2 separate regions of the Anser cygnoides genome follow, and region 1 is linked to region 2. The links are chromatin contacts, called in public Hi-C maps. All regions are on one chromosome and are shown on one strand. Each heading gives the region's core, a stretch centred on a gene start, on an enhancer-like site or on the middle of the called end of the contact. The rest is flanking DNA. Distances are from core to core; before and after follow the strand shown. Region 1 overlaps GATAD2A (GATA zinc finger domain containing 2A). Region 2 overlaps GNG7 (G protein subunit gamma 7).

Region 1 (4,743 bases), core at 750-3,249, 270 kb after region 2:
GGAGCCGTTTAAGTAAGCCAACAGCTCCACTTTGGCCAAGCCTTTCCGTGTCGGATGCTGCACGGTACAGGAGCGCCACACAGCAGTGTTACCTCACCGCTCCTCACCTGGGCCTTGATTACACGCACGCAATTAAGCGTCAGGCAGAGAGGGTATGGTCAGGTGGGAGAAGGAGTGCTGGAAGTCGGTCGGCGTGCCCTGGGCGTGTCGTTACGGTGACGCTGCCGGCGGAGGCAGCAGCCGCACCACGGCCATGCCTCTCCCCGGGCCCCGGGCCTGCAGCCTGCGGGTGGCCACGGTGGGAGCGGTGCCTGCCGGCCCGGCCAGGGGCACCTCGGTTGGTTCCATCTGTCCTATCAGTTATCACCCGTATTTCGGCATGGAGCCGACCCAGCAGGTTCCCCCAAATACTCACTTGCGTGTGATTTTCACTTAGGAATGTGGCATAAGCCCAGGGACCGGCACCGCTATTGATTCTGGTAGCCAAAACTGACATTACGTAGCCCAGACTCGGCGTTAACGCCGAACACCTCGTCAAGAGAGTAAAACTTGGCTGGAGCCATGAAGTCCAACATGAAGTTGTTCTTGCAAAGGTATTTCCCTCACTCCAAATGCAAAGTCCATAGGTGTTATCAGGGATGAAATACTTCATCCTACTTCATCCTTCCTGTACACCCTACTACCACACCTCATAAAAACGCCACCCAACGTAACATACACTAGGAAGTTAATTTTGTTGCGACAAGAGCAGAATTTGGTACTGGGATGTGACCAGAAAAAAATAAGATGTAAAATTTGTGCCAAATTCGCAAGTATCCCAGAAGGAAAACTGAGATTAGGCCTTTTCTCAAATTCAAGATAACGCACGTCGGAATGACAGGTCAAAGAAGAACAAGAAGTAAAACTCGATTTGGAAGACTTGGTCATCTTCCTGCAACCAGCAGCAGATGCAAGACGCACGGGAACATGCTAATATTGGCATACAGAACAGGCTAAGCAGGTCCTGAAGCTCGGCAGCCGATACGTGCTTTAGTTAGGGCAGAGAACATCATTGGATGGTCCAGAGGATCAAGAAGCACAGATAGCTCGGAATAATGCTTCAGACCGGTGGCTCTATCTGTTAGGCTCACCTGGTTTCCACCGTACACCAGGGGCTGTACGGGGGGGGGTGTTGACCTGGTGTCCGGTCCTAGGATGACAGACTGCAATCTTTCATTTAAAAAAAAAAAAAAAAAGACAGCCCCAGGACCTTGTAGAGAATGTATCGTTCCACCTTTTACATTGCTGGCTAGGAGTTTGAAATTAACAGACTATATATTTAAATATTTAAAGGGAAAAAAGGATAAAACTGTAATCGTGCTACGACGGTGCTAGAAATTACAGGAATACAATTTTAAGATGGCTTATGCTAAGAATGAAAGGAATTCCATAGATTTGGGACCAAGAGACCTTCCTTTACTTATTTTCTGCTGAAACTGTGTTCCTGCAAGCGCAAGTTGCAGTCACCACCAGCTGCTCAAGACAGAATTTCTGGAAAATAGTTCAGGAATAGGATGAGGAGGTAAAAGGGTGCTTTTTGACAAGAAGAATCTGCCCTTCAGTCCCTATATGAGCCGTACCATGGGGTCTGTCTGCCCATCTCCCACCCGCAGGGAGTAACACTTAAAGGTTTTCTGCAGCAAAGCGGGATGCGAGATTGGAAACGGTCAAAATTCCACGGTCTAAGCACTGAGGTGAATAGCCCCAAACAGAAATGAAAATTAATCTTTCTGAACTGAAAAAAAAAAAAAAAAAAAAAGATCAGTAAGTTATTCAGGAAATGGGGAAAGCAGCAGACATATGCAAATACTGCCGAGCCAGAGATGGTGCTTCAGTGTGATATTATCTGACCCTGTCCCTAATAAGCACTTTTATGGCTGGAAGGGGATATATTAGGAGCTCTGCTCCAATTCAACAAGCGCTTCATGGACTATCGATTTTGCTCAGAAGTGGGAGAGCACAAAGTTCAGCCGGCATTGCTTTTATTTAAAGATCTGCCAAAGACCATCTCCAGCTCCCAAAACTGGTCCTCCGCAGCCCGGCGCAGATTGCTTCGGTTAGGCTCGTGACCTGCAGCTTCGGACACAAACGTTTCGCTGGCAAACAGTGAGTCAGACCCACAGAGCCATTCCGGCGAGGGATGGCTGTAAACAAGCACCTCTTGCTTGTTTACTGATCACTGTCACGTGGCTCATCAGAACTTGACCCTGATTAGGAGAAGAATTAACTAGTCGGAGAAAACTCTGACGAGATCCTAAATGGCTCGGATCCCTGTGAGCCCTAGCTGCCCCGGTCCCACGGGAAGCAGGACCCCACACCCGGCTCCGCACCAGCGGGACTGCTGCTCGCTGACTTTCCCTTCTAAATGAAACTCTGGGCTGTGCCACAGTCCACATCTGCAATCAGGTGATTTTATCGTCATCTGCTGATTTCCTCCCCTCTTGCGCACACGTTGCATTTGCCTCCCCTGACTCTTTGGGGCAGTCTCTGAGGGCAACGGGACCGCTGGGCTATTCACAAAGTAATTTTAAGTATGAATTGCCTCCTTTCGGAGCACAATAATGAACACTTTCAGTTTTATACTTTTTTGTTGACTCCTTATTCAAAAATATTTAAATTACTAATTCACACTGGTATCAATATCTGTATACTCTGAAACCCTGGACAGGGAAAGCAGAAGAGAGCTGATGTTAATACATTGCTAACAGCAAGTGCTCTTAGAATTAAAACATGTAAGACATTTCCTCCAGCACTGAGGGCGTCTGATCCTTCTCAGATTTTGGTCTTTACCACCCTCCAAATTAGAGGTAATTGAGGAAATACAACCATGACCTGGATAACTAATAGCTTTTACCAGTTCTAGTAGAGAACTGTATTCTCGAAGCTCTATTTGTAGCTATCCCATTTCCTAGAAAAGCAGCTTTTTTCCTTGAGGGGACCAGTCGGGCTGACTGGTGTACTTGTGCTGAAGTGGTTAATTTCTCCAGAAGATAAGGAGCAGATCTACAGCTGTACAGTACTGTAAATGCCACGCTCAAAACTTTGCTCTCACCCTTCCTCTGACACACTCGAGGCGTTCCTGCACAGGGCTGCGACGGTTTTCAGGAACTGCACCAAAGATGCTCTCGTTCTGAGTTCGAAAGCCAGACTGTGCGGCTCAGCTGAGCTGTAAATTTGCAAGGTATCAACTTAAAAAATGGTTTGGAAGGATTTTTTGGCAGGATTTGTGTTTATCCACTAAAGCATCTTGGAAGCTGCAGGTTTGGGGTTGTCATTGTTAACAAAGCATCGTTCGTTGTTAACCAGATTTGAACAAACTCCGCAGTCAGAGCTGGCCAGTTGGTACACGGGGCACAGAAAAACCCGATTCAGGACGGATTCAGCTTTACAGTGCAGACCCTACAAATTAAGGGTTTCAGAGCTCACAGGGAATGTTTCTCCCAAGGTCAGTGGGTTTGTAGTTGCGGCATGAAGAACTCCACCTAAATTCCACAGATGGATTTGAGCAATTCCCAGCAGTTATTCTCTCAGTCCAGCATCAGACTAGATTCCTCATGGAGATTAGCACCAGCACAGGCAGGTATCTGTCTGCATGGGTGCCGCGACACCAACACTTCTCTGTGGTTTAACAGACGAGTACTGGCCAAAGATCCTCACGGTTGGGGCAACTGAGAAATAAAGAGCTGACAGAAAGCATTCTTAACTCTAAGTGCTGACAAGGCAAGGCTTTTTCTCCCGTGGTACGGTTCTGATGGAAGGGGATACAAGACCCTCGTGTCAGGGTACTCTTACTCTAGATTTCTTCCAAGTATGCAGCCAGTGATTGCAACAAAAGGTAGATAAAGAGCAAAAATTAGGAACTTTGAGCAAAGCACCTTCAGAATCTTGTCCCTTCAATAAAGCAGGCATTTGCCTTAGGGCTGCGAAAGGGAGCGCTCGGTTGTTCCTGGCTTCTCAGGGGACCCAGCCCGGGATCAGCATTGCACCGAGACCTGCACTGCATGCAAAGCCACCTGTGCCATCCCGCTACAAAATCATCACCTTGATTATAATTAACTTTATTAAAATTTGTAGCACGTCAAGGCCAAACAAGCAAGTTATCTGTGCCTCTCAAAAAACTTTCTTTTAACCTTTCAGAGGTGAACAGAAGTTCGACAGGTCAACCTGCTGTTGGTTTGCTGTAACTCGTGGTAATTTTGTGAAGATGAATGCTTTGAGCCTTTTGTTACCTGTTGCTGCCAAGGACTCAATGTGTATTTGCAAGGTGCCAGCAAAGCCTCACCATCCAGTTATGTCACAGGCAATCATGGGCACATTGATGTAAAGCCAAAGTCTAAAAAAGCCTTGCAAGGTTTTGCTGATCTCCATCAAGGTGACTGGATAGTTATTGGAGTAGGAAAACCCCTCTATTTTCAGAAGGATTATCTGAGTCTTACACTATGTTTACTGTAAGCATTTATTAACATTGCTCCTTCTGGTAATAAGATGTTTATTATCAGCGTGTAAAAAATGCCAGTCTTTTCCCCTAACCCACTGCTAATTCCCTCTCTTCCCCCAACAGAACTGTACCAGGTCAGTTCCATAACCTGCTTTCCTGCTGAAAAGCAAGGCTTAGAAATTAGATTCATTTCTAAATTTAGGATTGATGGGATCAGTCATTACTGGTCTTATTTTTTTTTCAGGTAGATTTCAAGGCAAAGGGAT
Region 2 (4,538 bases), core at 122-2,621:
TTGGGGGCGCAGAGCCGTTCGTTAGCTGCTTGAGTACTCGGTGCATCCCTTCCAGCTTGTTTCTCAGACAGATCCTGGACGTCGAGTCCCGCTGAGGGAATCTTCCCGTGTCGCACTCTCGAGCGCCGTGCGTTAAATGCCCCGGGTTGTGCCGTGCCTGCAGCCCCGCAAGCCTCTCCTCTGCTGCTGCCCTGTGCTCTGTGTGCACGGTGGGCTGCCCTCAGGCCACCAGGCGCTATAAAACCCGCATCGCTGTGGCGCAGATGGCTCTCTGCACCTCTTTGGGGCTGCGGGGTTGCTGCCACCGCTCAGCGACACGGGGACCCTTCACAGCGCGTGCGCACACGTGCGCTTCGCTGCAGCAAAACGCCGCTGGAGCTCGTGGGCATTTCTCCGAAAGCTTTGGTTTTTGGTCAAACCACACTCCAGGAGCACGTTCTCTGCCCCTGAGCATCTCTCCGGCTCCCTTCCTCAGCAGGGGCTTGCAGCCCACCCCGGTAGCTTGTCCCCCCGGCTCCTGGTGGGGAGGATGCCCAGAGGACGCCCAGCCAAGCCCGGCTACGGGCACAGGAGCTGCTGGAGGCGCTGGGCATCGGGAGGCGCGTTCTTCAGATGCTTCTCCTCGGGGACTTCCATCGCCAGCGACCTCGCAGCTGTTTTTATCTGGAGGGGGGAGACAAGAGCAGCATAACTGCAGCAGTTACTCAGATGTTCGCCTGCTTATTTAGCCTGTTAGGAGTGGCCGCTTCCAGCTATGAGAAGTATGGGAAGAATTCCGAAACGAGAGGGATCAGTGCATATTTATTTCCTAGCGTAATACTTCCTGCCATTAGGCCGGAGAGGCGGCGGGTGGGAGCGTGCAGGTGGCACCGGCTGCATAAAAGAGAAAGGGCTTTGCTCGAGTGGCGCGCTGTGCGCGGCGTAAACGATGAACAGCGCCGGGTGTCAGCCTGGCGGGGCGGCCCGGCACGTCTCGCAGCTCCAAGGCATGTTGCGGCAAGCCTGGCCGCTCGGCACGCTGCGGTTGTGCCGCCTCCACGGGCGGCAGTTTCGCCCTCGTCCCCCCGAGCCCCGGCGGGATATTTCGGGGCAGGGCGATGCGGGGCCGGTGGTCCCCGCGGTGCCCTCGCCAGGACGGAGCGGGGTCCAGGCTGAGCCTTCCCACGCCGGGAGGCGGAGGAGAGGACCGAGGGGGGCAAAACCCTGCGTGGAGCCCGGCCGGGAGGCTCAGCTGGAGGCGGCCGCTGCGCCGGGAGCTGCTGCTGAGTCACGGCTCCTCCACGGGCGGCTGCTGCACGCGGCTGACTCAGGGGCTGCGATGGCTCCGCGGGGCTGTTTGCACTGCAGCAGCCAAAATCGCGCTGCCTTCGTGATCCGCCTGGTACACGGCGAGCCAGCTGATGCAAAAACGCCTCCCGTGCCCGCCTGCATTGACGTCAGGGGGCTGCGCGGAGCCGGTGCTGGGGGGGGCAGGCACAGGGCAGCCCCGCGTGAATGCCCTCCGAGCGCCCACCGCGGTGGAAGCGGCAGGGTACTGGCAGTACCAGAAGCACCCTGCTTGTAAACGGTGCAAACCCTTTTTGCTGAAAACGTGAGGAATGCGGACGTGAGGCCTCTGCTTCTGTCACTCGTGCTGGGATCCTTTCAGTTCTTCTGTTTAATAACGAAACCCGACCTCCTGGGGCATGCCGTGATTTTCCCTCGAGGCAAAGTCTGAGCTGGTGCTGGGCACCGCTAGGAGCGTCCCCGCGTGCTTTCGGTTCGTAACACGCACAGCAGTTTGAAACAGCAAATCCTGATCTTCCCAGAACTTGTCCTGACTTCACTGCTGGGACTCTGTCCTCCGCTGCTCTTCCCAAAAATAGGCAGAAGCTCATGGGGCGCTTGCGCCGCAGCCAACTCGTAACTCGGGACTCGGTTGCTTCATTCCCGGGGCTGCTCTGTCCCTTGCCGTGCTCCCGGCTGGCTCCCTGCCTGCGTGCTGCAAGACCTCGAAACCTTTCATCGCTGCCTCTCGTCGGCCTAGACCTTGAAACGCCACTGGATAGCAGCGTGGCAATGTTCGCGCGTTCTCCTGATTTTCACCTCCCCCTGTAGGTCCTTGCGGCGTTTCGCTCGCCGCAGCGGCGGTTTTCCTGCGCCGCCCTAGAGCCGTGGAGGTGCGGAGCCTCGCTGCAGCTCCCTGAGTGCCTCCACAGCCCGGGTTCAGCCCTGCGGCGAGCCCGGACAGAGGAGCAGGGAAGCGGGAAGGCAGCCGGCGTGTCGCAAGGACCGCGGTGACTTGGGCCCCGCTGGAATTGCTTACACAGCCTGAACAACTCCTGAGTTAACGCTGCGCTAAGGCAATGGAGGGGTGTCCGAAAACGCGGCTGTGCTCCCCGGGCAGCGCTGCCCTTCCCGGGAGTGCTGCACTGGAGCCGGGGCAGGCGGGTTGGCCACGGGGGCAGAAGGTGCCCGGCAGCAGAGGGGCACGGGAGGATTGATCTCCTGCTGAGCGCTCTCCGTCGGCCTGACGCAGCCAAACCCGTGGCGTTACCGCTCTGCGGAGTCACAACGAGTGCTGGGAGGGGAGAAGCCTGCCCCGGGCAGGTGCTGCTGCTCTCTGCGGCCGTGCAGAAACACCGAAGCGTCCTCCCCTCTTGCAGGAAGGAAGCCGGGGTGTGTGCGTGTGTTTATCTGCCGCCGGGCGATGTGATGGGGGCAGGAGGACGTGCACGAGACCTGGCTGTCCCCACCGTCCCGTGCTTCCCCTGCAGGCACCCCCCTGTCCTTCTCCAGGCGCAGATTTATTGAAAACATGAAGCTCGGAAGGGGGGTGCCCTCGCTGTGTCCCGCGTGTCACCCCGATCTGCACCACGTGCACCTTACTCCAGCACGCTTCGGCCTGGCTTCTTTCCAAACGCCTTACACGGCCGTCTGCCCGAGTGACATCTTCAAAGTTTGTTTTGGCTTTAAAAAAAAAAACTCCCGAGGACACCCTTCGTGTGCCTCGCAGCGACCCACTGCATCTTCTTTCCGTGCTGAGGGCTTCCAGTCGTTAATGACGTGCTTAGTTAATTATTCACCGGGGTGCAGGAGCCGGTTGTGAAGTCCCGCCAGGCGGAGCCGTCCCGCAGCACCGCCGTGGTCACACCGGGTCCCCCGGCACGTGCCGAGGTCCGGGCCTCAGCACCGGGCAAATCCCCACGGCTGCATTCGGCTCCATCTCCGCACAGCTCCTGCCCTGGTGCGAGCTCGTGGCTGCAGCTGGCAGCTGGAAATCGAAGGAGGGACGAGAGGAGCTGCGCGGTCACCAGCCCACAGCTCATCGTGGACAGCTCCTGGATCCTCCGGGGGTCCCACGCGGCGGTGGTGGCCAAGAAGGGAGCAGAAGAAGTTGCAGCTTTGGGTTTTGTTGCCATAAAACCGCCAGCTCCGTGCGACTGGCGCTGCTCTGCGCACTTGCACGAGGCAAGGCACGTGGGGGTCTCGCCGGGTGCCAGACTGCGGTGCTGAGCTGCGGGGCGCTGGTCGGCGCAGGAGCAAGGGAAGGCAGGTGCCTGCACCTTGTGGGCGCCGTGCCCGCCGAGCAAAGCTTCATTTCTGACTCACAGGTGTCGCTTTTCAAGGACTAAACCGACCGTAGTTCGATGCCACCGCCACACGGCAGCGTGCCCCCCGCTTCGCCGAGCGCGTCCCCGTGGCCGTGGGGCGCTGCGGGGCCGGCGCTGGGCTGCGCCTCTCGCCCCGGCACGGCGCTGCCGCGGGCCCACGAGTTCCCTTAAGGAGCCTGCCTCGGCTGATTCATCGGCCCTGTTCCATAAACAGGAAGCTGGAAAAGTACAAGCAGGTGATCTTGCGCTGTTGCAAACGCAAATTACAGCCCAGTGCTTGTTGTTGTTGTTTTTTTTTTTTTTTCCTTTCCTCCAGCTGCCTGCTGACTCCTTACCCAGGTGAAGAATTGTTTTATCAATGAGCTGCGGACTTTGCCATAACGAGGTCCGCCAAGTTCACGGTGCGGACGTAGGAACGGCGTGACGTGGAGGCAGCTCTTCCCCTTCCTAACGCTGCCTGCGCTGTTTTGGAGCGCCCCGAGATAACCGCTCAGCGCACGCTGCCGGGCGGCGGGGATTTATTGGGGCGTGCAAATGAACAGGGGATGGCCACGAGTAGCTGCTCGCAAGCCAGCTGCCTAACGAGCCAAACCTGCCTGCTTTTTCCAGGGGGTAATGACATGAGAATTGAGGGCAGCACCGCCGCAGCCGACGGCCGGGTCGGTGCCGGGGTCGCGGCAGGGCTGAGCACGACTGCTGGAGCGCGGCTCTGCAGCCCGCAGGAGCTCGGGGGCCGCAGCACTCGCTGCTGAAGGAGCCAGCTGTCTTCCAGATGAAGCCTTCCCACCTGGAGGTGCTGCTTCCTCCTGGAAAAGAGTCTTTTTCTCGCAGCGTCGCTGCTTAGGAATCGGGAGCAGGGGAGGAGGCTCCTTCCCCAGGGCCCATCCTGCCTCCTTCCAGTTCGCACAGCACCACGCCTCGCTGCAGCCGCGCGGCTCCCCGTGC

What was found. Hi-C and Micro-C count contacts between places; a contact is called where the count stands out from the background.
Region 1: a contact with region 2 is called in a Hi-C map of liver, with 2.1 times the contacts expected there. The contact joins two enhancer-like sites. A contact is called at or near these places in 2 of 7 Hi-C or Micro-C datasets (both in liver).

The regions. Positions count from the first base shown.
Region 1 is chr27:1,433,907-1,438,649 of Taihu_goose_T2T_genome, forward strand. The region is part of intron 1 of GATAD2A (GATA zinc finger domain containing 2A); the gene reads right to left. Among named protein-coding and RNA genes, the nearest start is that of GATAD2A, 7.3 kb to the right of the region's middle. Within about 2 kb of position 2,000, at least 1 of the 3 cell types and tissues checked has open chromatin away from gene starts, as enhancers often do. A contact at or near this core is called in liver, where this site is marked.
Region 2 is chr27:1,168,735-1,173,272 of Taihu_goose_T2T_genome, forward strand. All of the region lies in intron 2 of GNG7 (G protein subunit gamma 7), which reads left to right. Among named protein-coding and RNA genes, the nearest start is that of GADD45B, 18 kb to the right of the region's middle. Within about 2 kb of position 1,372, at least 1 of the 3 cell types and tissues checked has open chromatin away from gene starts, as enhancers often do. A contact at or near this core is called in liver, where this site is marked.